Linked DNA regions of Mus musculus: region 2 is linked to region 1. The links are chromatin contacts, called in public promoter capture Hi-C maps. All regions are on one chromosome and are shown on one strand. The core of a region is the stretch at or near the end of the contact, and the rest is flanking DNA. Distances in the headings are between cores, read along the strand shown.

Region 1 (6,253 bases), core at 2,688-5,187:
CTTAGCTTCCTGCTCTGGCCACCAGATGCCACACATACCCTGCTGCCAGGGCCCACATTACAGACTCTAGCCTTCTGGAACTGTAAGCCAAAGTAAGTTCTTCCACAAGCTGCTTATAGGTGTGTTTTATCACAGGAACAAAAAGTCATGGATAACTCACTTTACTTTCCTACTGCTGTGAGAAAATAAGGTAGCAAAGCCAGGCACACTGGTGCATGCCGTTAAACACTTGAGAAGCAGACACAGGCAGATTTCTGTTAGTCTGGGGCCAGCCTGGTGTACAGAGGGAGTTCCAGGCTAGATTGGGCTACATAGTAAAACCCTGGCTCAAAACAAACAAATAAACAAATTCTAACTAAAACAATTTCAGGGAGAATGGGTTGGCGTGGCTCACAGTTCCAGGTTATAGCCCATCATGGCAGGGCTATCAAAGCACAAGCACTTGAAGGAATTGGTCACATTGTACCCACAATTAAGAATCAAAGATGGAAGAATGTATGCTGGTGTTAAGTTCCCTTTATTCGCCGGGCAGTGGTGGTACACGCCTTTAATCTCAGCACTTGGGAGGCAGAGGCAGGTGGATTTCTGAGTTCGAGGCCAGCCTGGTCTACAGAGTGAGTTCTAGTATAGCCAGGGCTACACAGATAAATCCTGTCTCGAAAAACAAACAAACAAAAAGTTCCCTTTATTAATTTTATACAGTGCAGGGGTCATGACACAAGGCAAGGTTCCAACCACCATTAAGATGGGTTTACCCATCAATTAACACACCCAAGATAATCTCCTATGGAGGAGGGATTTCTTGGTGCCTCTAGAGTCTGTTAGGCTGACAATTCATACCACCACAGGGTCGCATCTAGATGACTAGAGGGGCAGCTCATCACTTGGTGAAGGAATACAGTTTACAGCGTGATTTACTTACCTTTTTCTTAGATTTGGCTTTGTAAAGACTTCATGAGTTATAAGGGGTCAAATGACCCAGTTGCCTAAAGTGTAGATTCTTCTACAGTAGCGTCATGATGCCATAAGAGATTAGAACATGTTATGGAGAACTCTTCCACACCATACTTGGAGTGAACTGCAGCCTTGCTCAGATCCCATTCTGTCCTGGGGTGATAACAGCTCCATCCTTAGGCTAGAAAAGTTCAGCACAGCCCTCTATCCCAGATCCCAAAATAACATCTGGAGGGAGCTTCCTGTTTTGTACTGTTATAAGGAAAGCTCTCTGGAATAAGTGTGTACTTGTTTAATTTTATAAGTGTGATGGCTATTCTTGGCTGTCAACTTGGCTACATTTGAAATTAACTAAAATCCAAAAATGGAGAGCATTTGCTTAATTTGAAATTGGAAGATCAACTGGCCTTTACTATGGATCCTAAGGCAGGAAGACACACCTATAATCTGGGCCACGTCTTCTTCTGGAAGCCTATGTAAGGACATGGAAGAAGGAAGCTTTTGTTTGCCTGCTCGCTCTTGCCTACTAGCAAGTCTACTCTTTCACTGGCATTAGAGCCCACTTCTTCAGGATTCCAGTGTATACTGAAGACCAGCTGAGACATCCAGCCTCGTGGACTGAGCACTGCTAAATTCTCAGACCTTCAGTTCATCGGCAACCATTGTTGAATTAGTTGGACCTCTGTCTGAAAACCGTTCTAATAAATCTCCCTTTTACATATACAGAGATTCATTCTTTAAACTCTGTTACTCTATAGAGAACCCTGGCTAGTAGAAAGTTACCTATATGGATGAGCCTTCAGAAATGGAGTTGCTGAGCTAAAAGCTCTGTGTCTTTGTGTGCACTGATCCTGATACACATCTCAGAAGGTCCCCTCACCCATCCAGCTGCTGGGTGTCCACTTCTGAGGCTTCACCAACAGAGGATATTGCCTTTTTTAAAGCAGTATTTCCCAGCCACTGGTAAAAATGCCACCTTAATGTTTGTTTGCTTGAGGTTTTGTTTTGTTGCCTTTCTTATTGAAACAAATTCTTGATGGCCTAAGAACTCACCATGTAGGCCAGATGGCTTCAAGCTTGAGGCTCTCCTTATATCTCTGCCTCCAAAGTCCTGTGTCTTAAAGTTTTAACCTGAATTTTTTTGTGTGTATGTAGAGATACAGTTGACTTTTTTTTTCCATATTATTGAGACCTATTTATATGTTCTCGGCTATAACTGGTTCTTATTGGCCTCTGGAAGGTCTCAGAATACTAAAGAGATTAACCTTTTGTGGTGTTTCATTCTTAATCAAGTGCCTTTTAATTTTCCTTAAGGTGATTTCTCCAAAACATTTTCAAAATTTTAATGGAGACTGTTCTCTTTCACTAGTGGGCTCTGAGGACCCCCAGGCTTCAGTGCAAAGCTTTTTAACCTGCTAATCCCACTTCCTTGCCCCTCCAATCAGTGTTCCTCATAGGCATTGTTGGTGGCTTTTGACAAGAGAAGTTCTTTACTCCATATTTAGAAATGAACTTCCCCATGTTCTCTTCTTTTTTGTTTCCACACTTAAAAATGTATGCCTTTTTTAAAAGTTGGAATCTATTCTGGTGCATGAGTTACAGATACAGTCTATACGTTTGTGGTGGCCCCAGTACCAATAATTTAGTGATCCTTCTTCATCCTCAGCTAGTCATGTTTGCTGTGGAAAAAAAATGGTGGGAAAAGCCAGGCATGGTGGCACATGTCCTTAATCCCAGCACTTAAGGGCAGAGGCAGGCAAATCTCTGAGTCTGTGTAGCATACACAGTGTCAGCTCTCAGGCTAGCAGCCAAGACATCAACATGTAGATTTTTTTTTTGAACCTTTAAGATCCAAATAATAGCACCTAGTGATATGAAATATTTTATTAGATGTCAACTTCTCCCAATTGTTTTAGTATACTTCTGGATTTCCCATTACATTCCATTGGTTCATTATTTGTGCACTAGTGAGCTTATCGGCTGCAGCCTTTAAATATGCTTTCATATCTGATAGGAAGCTTAACTGCCCCTTTTTTACTATTCTCTATTCCCAAACATTTCCTAGCATGCATACTTGATGTTGACTTTTCTGTTTTGTGAAGCCAGTGTGGTTTGGGGCTTGCTCTAAGTGCTTGTTATTTCTTAGCTCTGTGACAGATGCAAGCTTACCGGGGTAAAAATCTTTTTGGTGGCCTTGGAACTGAAAGATCAAAAAGAAAAGAGGGTGGAGAGATGCCTCAGTGATTATTTTTCTTCTCTAGACAGAATTTTTCTGCATAGCCTTGGCTGATATCAATCCTTAGACCAAGTTGGCCTCTAACTTAGAGATCCCCCTGCCTCTGCGTCCCAAATGTTGGGGTTAAAGGCTATGTTTGCTGCTTGCTCTTATAGAGCACCTGGGTTCAATTCACAGAATGGTTCATAAACATCTGTAACTCCCTCTTCTGACCTCTGTAGGCGTTAAGCAGGTACTTGGCAGTGAACACACATTCTTGCAGGCGAAACACTCACACACAAAACGAATACATCTTTTTAAAGGGGGGTGGGGAATCCCAGAGATGGCTCAGAGAAGTTTCCATCACCACCGCACGTAGGAAAGCTAGAAATCCCCTGTAACTCCAGCTAGAGAGGATCACATGCCAGCACTCTTGTGAACAACCCCACACACAGCTACACACTTACACGCATATTAAAAATAAAATCTTAGGACTGTGCTCGGTGGCTGTCGCTTTAAGGCCAGTACTCTAGAGGTAGATGCAGGAAGAGCTGTAAATTCAAGGCCATCCTGGTCCAAAACCAAACAAGGACAAAACAGGGGAAATGCTTACAACGGGCCATAACTACTTTCTACAAGGATGTTTGCAGCCCGGTTTTAGCCGGAGCTTGAGCGGAGGCTCGCAGTCTAGGCGCGCGTCCTAGCATCCGGGCATCTCGCGCAAGCCTCTCGGGGCGCGCGCGCGCAGCTGCGTCACGTGCCCGGCGCGCCCCCGGCTGGCGCGCGGCGGGCGGAAGTGAGGTCGTGGGCTGCGGTGTCTGCGCAGCGTCGGCGGGAGCGGGGGCCGCGGCGAGGCTGGCGGGCGGGCGGGAGGCAGCGCGGGCCTAGCGGTCGGCCGCAACCGAGCGTCGTCTGGGCACTGCCCGTCGCCGAGCCCCACGCCGTGCCGGCTCGGGCCGGCGCGCGCCGGTCCCGGAGGCTCAGGCCACCGTGAGTACGGGAAGCATGGGGGCGGCAGCTCGGGGCGGGCGGGCGGGCGCGGGCCGGAAGTGCGGCGCTTTGTGCAGCGCCTGGTCGGGCCGCGCGGGGAGCAGGGGCGCCGCTTTGTCCGCGGCGGGCCGGGGGGCGGGGCGGGAAGGTCGCGGGGCCGCCGCAGACCCGGCGATCCCCCTCTCGCTGGAAAACGTGGGCTTCGGAGGGTACCTTAGCAAAGGAAGGACGTTCCGGGCCGTGGCCCAGGTTCATCTGAAAAAAGAGAAGGACGACCTGCCAGCGCGTCCTCGGCTGGGTGTTCTCTCTCGTGGTATCTCCTGCATTGTCTGAGCTGATTGTTTTAAGCACTCACGTAAACATCTTGGAGTGTTCTGCGTGCAAGGAGGTTTGCTAGTGAAAAGGTTCACATGTGCGCATACACACCTTACATTTAAAAAAAATTTAAAAAAAGAAAAAAAGGTTTGGGCAGTTCCTATGCCTTAAACTCTCCACTTCGCCTTGTGTAAGATGAGATGATTTTCTGTAGTATGACAAGATTTTAAATTAGAGTAGTTCTGGTGCAAGTAATTAGGACGGCCTTTAAAACTTCGGTAGGTCAAAGGCTAATGAGTGGTTTTCCCTTTGACAGCCAAGATTTGAGAAATCTAGGCCACCTTTCCTAATGCCGAAGCTACTGTGGTGGAAATCGTTGAAGGGCTTGCTTTCTTTAGTCTTTGTATAAAGCTGGCTCATTTTTTTTTTTTCGGTAGTGTCTGTAGTTTACTCGTGCAGCATTTTTGGAATGTTTTGACATGTGAGAAAAGCTTTACGGGTGTTAAAATTAATTGTAACCAGAACCAAATGAAAGTTAAGGTCTAGTAGGCGGGGGCTTCAGGGTTTTGAGTTGCTTGTCTCTGCATTCACCTAGGAGGTGTTGAGAAGCGGTTGATAGAATTGCCCTTCTCCTGACCTCCTGCCCCTAAGGGTGGAAGTGACCGTCTGTATAAGGCCAGTGCCTGGAACCCAGGAAGGAGGAGGAAACCGCTGGCTGCTGTTACTGGACTTTTCTCCAGTCTCAGATTGGTTTGGGCTAGCTCTACACCTGCCTTTCTGTCCATTTTAATGTTAGACAGAGATGAGAAGAAGAAGAAAAAAAATGCATGTTAAAAATAATTTTCGAAGGTCCTATGGTTTAAGGGAGTTGTCTTCCTAGCTTGTCTTATAGACGGTTAATTTTTATGGCCCAGCTGAGAACAGTTTCGAAGCATGAATGTGTTAGTGTCTCAGTAGTGATGCCTGGCTTCTGTCTGTGTTCTGTAGTTTTGTTTGTTTGAGATCAGACTTCTCTACAGAAAAGCCCGACGTTGTCTGGGAAGGGCACAGACAGCAGTGAATGCTGAATTTGGTGGACTAGAGAGTTTTCTTGCAAGACTACTCTCCTTGCTATCAGACATAAGGAAAACTTTCCAATGCTGATATTTTTCTAATCAATCTGTAATTTACTTATTTAAGCATCTATCTCTGGGATAGAGACAGTTACAGCACCATGAAATTCGTGTTGATATGAAACACTAGTAAGACCTTTAAAATGTTGCAGTTACCACTTCAGCTCAACACTAGTGTTTATGTTTTAAAACTCAAACTATGGACTAGAGCTATGGCTGGGCAGTTGAGAGTGCTCCGTGGTCATGCAGAACCTCCAGTTCTTCTCCCAGCACTGTTTTAGGCAGCTCACAACTCCCTGTAACCCGGGTCCAAAGGATCTGACACACACACACAGCATTCACTCACAGGACACAAGCATAAATATAAATAATAAAAAACTATCCTGAGAACCTTAATCGGGAGGGTCTATTTTGTAATTATATCTTTTTCCCTCCTGGATCTGAGGACTGAACCTGGGGCCTTAAGTACTCTACCATTGAGCTAAATCTCTAGCCTCATTAAACACAAATTCTTTTTAAAAAAGAAAGACAGACAGACAGACAGACCTCTCATTTTAACGATGTGCTTGTGATGTTGCTGTTACTGTTGAGGGATTTGTGCAGTCTTTATGGGTACGGTTGGATGGTTTGTTCTGATGCAGGCATCAAACCACCCACAGCATTCCCA
Region 2 (6,253 bases), core at 2,525-5,024, 2.6 Mb before region 1:
GGCGTGGTGCTGGTTCCTAGGGCACGCTGCAGATGTTGGGGGTAGGGGTATGTCGCAGTTTCTACTTCCAGCTCCTCACAGTTCATGACACCTGTGTTCTCACAAAGAGCACAGTAAGCCAGTTCCTACTTGATCAAACTATGGGGGACAAAAGCCAAATCAGCCCCCGGCCTTGCTCTGTGGCCATGCAGGTCACTGCACTCACGGCAGACACTGTCAACAACTGTTCTTGGAAGTTTACATATTTCCCCCCATGAGTAGCTAGGCAATGAGTATTTGATTTATATTAGCAATATTAATCTTAGGCTAGATTTTAGGAATTTAGACCAATGGTACATAGTAGTTTTTTATTAACTATTCAGTACCCACAGAACCTGTACTTTATTAGTCAAAAGTTACAAAAGAAAATAAAACACTGGTCTCATCAGGTTAAAGCCTTAGCCTTTTTGTTTAAAACAGTAATAGCTACCATATCTAGGTACCAAAGGTCTACCATTCTGCTACCCTAAAACCATCTATGGAATAACTCCAGTTTCTAAATAAGACCACACACATGCCTGTTGCCGTGTGGACATGTCTGAAACGATTGCATTTTCTCTGCTCCCTCCTCAGTCTCCACCTTCTGAAGCCACTTGTTACATCATCACCCTTTGCCCAGGAGGCCAAGCACACAGGAACATTCTCTGAGGGAAGTAACACACTGAACACCAGATCTCTAGTCTACAGCCAACTATGGTTGTTCATTCAACCCCAGACAGAAGCAGGCTGACGGCCTTTGAAGGCCTCTGGATGTAATTTCTTCTCAGCACAGAGGAGACACACTGAAAACAAAACCCCTTTCAAACACCCCTGACTGATGTAAAACTCCAGAGGATAACCTAGATCTAAATGGACCGAAACAATACTGAAGCACTCATGCACCTGGAAATGGTACCCACTGACAAATGTAGAAAACAAAGCTAATCAGAACCATACATATATTATAAAAAATCAGAATTTAGCAGGGTAAACCATTCTGGGATTTGCTACAATGACAGAAAGCACCCATTAGAGTATTTTCTGACCTAGTACAGACACAGGAGCCAAGTTAGAACCATCCTAGCAGTCTGCCCAGCCACTTCAGCTACTCTGTCTTCACTAGTTACTGCCCCTCTGAAGGAAACAGAGGCGGGACAGCATAGAAGGAGCCACTTTACCGTACTTACCACATTAACGTTGAGATCAGAAGGCCAACACCCACACAATCTATAAACACAACCCACAGCAGCAGCTTTATTGTCTCAAAAAATCCCATGTCCAGCACAAAGCCGAATCCTATGGTGGACACTGAAATAAAGAGTTACAAGTCACTGCCAGGCTCAGGTACAAAACAGTCCCTGACTCCCATACACCCACAGTGTAGTAGAGGTGGCACACAGATGATGAAGAAAACCCTCATGACAAGGTACATGCAACTGATGTGGAAAGAGATGTCACCTCTGAATGCAGTAAATGACAGGACACAGGGCACTCAGAACACCAGTGTGGACGGGACGGCACTCAACTTACTCTTAAGTCCAGTTAAATGTGAAAAGCACCTACATACTCCAGTACCCTCTAGTTGACGGGGACTGTTGATGTTCTCCAGTTGGGGTACTGGAGAATCTAAAGGTTCTTTTCCAGTTTGATCAGTACTTTCAGAACTCTTACCCTGGAAGGCTGGGGGTGCAGCTCACTTGCCTGGTAGATTTAAGTCACTGGTTTCTATTCCTGGTCCTACCAACCCCTGCCCCTCCGCTTGACAAAAAACAAAAATAAAAAGATAGCAATCTGCCGGCCTTGCAGATTTGCCTAATTAAGAAATGTAATTCCTATCCTAATATTTCTTGGCACACACTTGGGTTTGGTTCTTATTAGTTTTGTTCTGTTTGTTTTAAAGTCAGCCAGTGTGGCAGAACACGACTGTCAAGCCAGCACTAAGAGACTGAGTTAAGAGCTTCCTGAGTGCCAGGCCAGCCTGGCCTACACATCTAGAAGCTGTTTCAAAAGAGAAGGAATAAACCAACTCTGGGACGAACCCCATGCCCTACTTTCATACACTGGGTACAGTAGTTTACTCTGGCGTGTTACAGCCAGCACTAGGAAGAACTCCACTTTCTTTCTTGCCAGTTTTCTCATGTTTTAGAAAAGACAAACAAATCCCACAGCTTCACACACCCCAAGAGTCTGACCCGCCATACATTATCCCAAAAGATAAAGTTTCCTCTGAAAACCCCAATTTGTTTTTCTACTATACTGCTTGTAAACTGAGACACACTTACCACAGAGCCAGATACTTAAGAGGACTAAGAAGGCAGGGTCATCTCTGGCCCACTGGTCCTTTGTTTGCTTCCGGTAGTGAAAGTTTCTATAAACCCTCTGAGGAGAGGTAAACAGGTAGAGCATCTGCCATGCAGCAAACTCAAAGTCCATCTGCCGAAATCGAAAGAGCCTTCTGAGGTACTTGTAGCGTTTTGCTCCAGCCGTGTGCCTTGCTGCATCCCTGGAATTTAATACTCCATTCCCGTGCATCGAAGAACTCAAGGAAGTACTTGGTAGCATCTTCCTAGATGGAATGAGAACATTTCTCTTAGATGTAATCTTAAATGTAATTATTTGGCTACTAGAACTCCTCGTCAGCGCTATGACGTTTTCTCTTGCCACCTTCAGAAAGGATTAGGGGCCAGAAGCTATAGAGTTGGTTCTGGGGCTTGTCTAGGGGCTGGCCAAGGGTAATGCCATCAAGGCAGTACCACAAACTCCTGTATCACCTGAAACAAGCACTTAACTTCAGTCGATGGTTTCCCAACCTTCACCTCAATCAAGCCTTTGACAGCTGCAGTAGCTCACTACTGATAATGGAGGCCAAGGAAAAAGCAGCACAAGGGGGTGTGCAATGACGTCCTCATTAACACGGGACAATGACCGAACACTGGTTCAAAATTCCGTGTTTGTAATGACCAAGATTTAAAACAAACAAAAAGTTTAATCTAAAAGCAAGGTTACTGAAAAAGTAAGACACACAGTTTATTTGTACAAGTCCATCGGCGATGGCCAGCAAGTCCCTGGTTATTCAGAATGTGACAATAAAAATTACACTCCTTGATGGTTTTACTCCTAGGATGGCTGGGTAGGAGGAATAACAGCGCGAAGGGGCCAGTCCAACTAGTCCGAAGCTAAATGACTGCTGGTCACCGCCCAGCCTACCTGCCCTCCGCGGCGCGGCGCGGCGCCCCGCCCCGCCAGCAGGTCTCCATTACCCCAAGCCTCTGTCAACTAAAAATACAAACGGCCCAGTGACATTTGACTTAAGAACAAGCAACGACAAGGTTTCAGGGTGTGTGTCTCCTTGCAAAATTTCAGACCTGCTTAGAATAGAAAAACGGCTCTAATCCTGCGATTCCCACGTAAGCGGCTGTCTTTGGTTTTACCCAGCAGCTCCACGGCGGGCCTAGGACTCGAGCTGCCGGGCGCCGGCCGGTCCCTCGCCCAGCCGCTGAGACGCCAGGTCGCGAGCTAACCGTGGAAACGGCCGACGGCACGAACGCCACCCTGCGCACACAGAGCAGGCCGCACCTGAAGGCCCTCGAGGCCTCGTCCTGGGCCCGGGACTACCGCCACCTTCCCAGGGCAGCCGAGCCCAGCCGCCGCTGGGGCCACTTCCCTTCCCGCTACGTAGCCCGCACTTGCGGCGCTCTGTATTTACGTTACGGACACGCACTTCCGCCACGCGTGCGCATACCCTGAAGAGTCGCACTCCTGGCGGAAGTTGTTGAGACTTTCTCCCACCCTCGCCGGTAGCTTGCCAGTGGGCGTGTCCCACGCCCTTCCGGGCCGTGCGGGGTGACCGAGGGCCGTGATCCAGTGTGGTGAGGGCGGTGGGTCCCCGCCATGCCCCGGTATTATGAGGACAAGCCGGAGGGCGGCGCGTGTGCGGGCGTGAAGGAGGATCTGGGTGCATGTCTGCTGCAGTCTGCCTGTGTGCTCCAGGTAGCGGATCTGGGTGGCAGAGCTCAGTCAAGACTGGCTCCATGATGGCCTGCGAGGGGAGGTCACGTCGAGGGTAGAGGTCGCGCGTCCGCTCCTGACTTTGGACAGGTCTCTTGAGCTCGCATCCCCAGTTCTTACTGGTGTTAAGTGGGAGATAACTTACTACCCACCTAAGGATTTTGTAAACCTTCAGCCAGCTCTGTTCAGGAAGCGATCCCTGAGTGCTGGCACGCGCCACCAGAGACTCCCACTCTAAGGGCAGCTGCCAAGGCCTGTGCCTGCGCCGCATGGCTACTTGATCTGTGGTGGAGAGTTTTGGTTCCTTGGCTTCTAGAATATGGAAGTATCTCATGGTGTGCCATAGTTTCTCTCTGCCGATCTTTAACCTATCTTAAACCTATAGCATTGCATTCTGGGAGGAATTCAACATAAGCCTTTATACTATGTGCTGCCTTGGGAAACAGGCGAGGAATGAGAAGGGCTCAGAGAAACGTAGGGTATGAACTCAGATGATCACAACGTACCTTCCAGTGGGGGATAGTGAGGAGAAAGGGGAGTGGGGAGAAGGTTCAGAACTTTCTCAAAAATAGACTTCTTAAGATTTTATGACTCTTGGAAAACCAGAAAAGTTGAAACTTCCAGAGGGAACTCAGTATGGTTTTCCCATTACTGACCTTGACCTCAGAAGAGCAAGGCCTCTTGCCCGCTGACTCATCTCTCCAGCCCCTCCACCTTATTACTTGAGATAGCATGTCAGTGGACCTAATTGGCTAGCCTAACCAGATCTGCTTGGCTCCACTCCCATTCTGGGATAAACGACTTCTGCCACCATGCCCAGCTCTTTATGTGGGTGCTGAACTGGGAGCTCTCATGCACAGCAAGCATTTTCTTTACTTAGCCACTTTGCCAGCCCCTCCCTATTAACATTTATATACAGAGTTTAGTACTAACACTAAAAGGTCTTTATTTTAACACATCCAATTCATGGTTCTCATCCATAGGAAGGCTTATACAAACATTGACGATATGTCCTAAAAATCTTAGGCTCTGGGGGCTGGAAAATAGATGGCTCAGTGGTTAAGAGCACTTGTTGCTCTTACAGAGGGTCAGGATTTGGTCCTAGCAGCCATAAGGTGGTGCACAATCATCTATCCTCCAGTTCCTCCTGGTAGCCTCTTTGACATCCATAGGCACCAGGTCTGTATGTAGTGCATGTTTGTACATGCAGGCAAACACTCATAAAATTAAATTTCAAAGCAGACTCAAAATACTTACTTATTTGATAATCTTTACATTTGCTTTTCTTTAATCACCAAGGTTAATAAAAAGGAATTAAGAATTTTCTTAAGTCAACTTTAAAAAAAAAAACTACTTTCAGAAGAACAGTTGTCTGTGCTTTGTGGGACAGTCTTTCAGACATTCACATTGGTTTGTATATCACAGGAAGGAAAATCCCCACGGCAGTGTTTGAAGGAAGGCAACTGTAGAGCTTTGCAGTATTCCTTTTTTGAATGTAAAAGATCAATGGTAAGTGATGAACCATTTCAAAAGCTTATGTTACCTATACATAGAATTAAATGTGAATGATTTAATGGTCATACATCAGTTGTAGTGATATGGTTTGGATAATGGTGTGGGGACTCCAGTGATGAACATAGAGCAAGCATACCATGTTATCCTGTAGAGCAGCTGGCCCTCATGGTTTCCTGAAAGCTGGAGGATGAGGTCTCAGCAAGTCCTAAATAGGAAGAGCTGACCTCATGAATTCAGGTCATTGGCAGTTGCACACAAGCCTAGCAGGCTGAGGACAGCGTTGGCACTTCTGTCTTACACGGCCAGGAAGAAGTGTCAGTGCTTGAGTTTTGGCGTGAAAGATGGTGGCAGGAGGTCCCCAAATGACATCACTGGTGCCTGGGCAATATGCTACCATTCCACGACTTGAAAGATCTATACAGGTCTTTAGGATGGAAACAGGCTTTTCAAGGGGGAAAAAAATGTGAAGCAGAAATGTGAGCTTTCCTTGAAAGAGGCGCACCCTTGAGTCTGAGCCTATGTCTGCTGGCTTTGGGACTACACTGAGAGCTCATCGCCTGTGTTCATAAAGAAACAGAGGGTGCAGAGGTTCAGCACGAAGGAGACCGAAACCCAATATGGCTGCTGTGTCTCCTGGGTGACAGCTCTCCACCCTAGTCCTGCCACTTACGGAGGGCCTCCCCGTGCAGTTTTCTTGTCTTCCCTTGTGTTT

Evidence for each region. Promoter capture Hi-C pulls out the DNA fragments that hold promoters and counts their contacts.
Region 2: a promoter capture Hi-C map of liver shows a contact between it and region 1, with 7 times the contacts expected there. The contact joins the promoter of Coa5 here to the promoter of Fam168b in region 1. A contact is called at or near these places in 3 of 39 promoter capture datasets (the C10 cell line, liver and pre-B cells) and 1 of 9 other capture datasets (adipose tissue).

Annotation. Positions count from the first base shown.
Region 1 is chr1:34,840,734-34,846,986 of GRCm38.p6, reverse strand. It overlaps Fam168b (family with sequence similarity 168, member B), which reads left to right and starts at 3,937. Exons shown (of 7, transcript NM_174997.2): 1 at 3,937-4,159.
Region 2 is chr1:37,427,624-37,433,876 of GRCm38.p6, reverse strand. It overlaps Coa5 (cytochrome C oxidase assembly factor 5), which reads left to right and starts at 3,774. Exons shown (of 3, transcript NM_198006.4): 1 at 3,774-4,008; 2 at 5,452-5,535. The coding sequence starts at 3,910. Unc50 (unc-50 homolog) reads right to left here and starts at 3,738. Exons shown (of 6, transcript NM_026123.4): 1 at 3,384-3,738; 2 at 2,301-2,584; 3 at 1,206-1,326. The coding sequence starts at 2,580.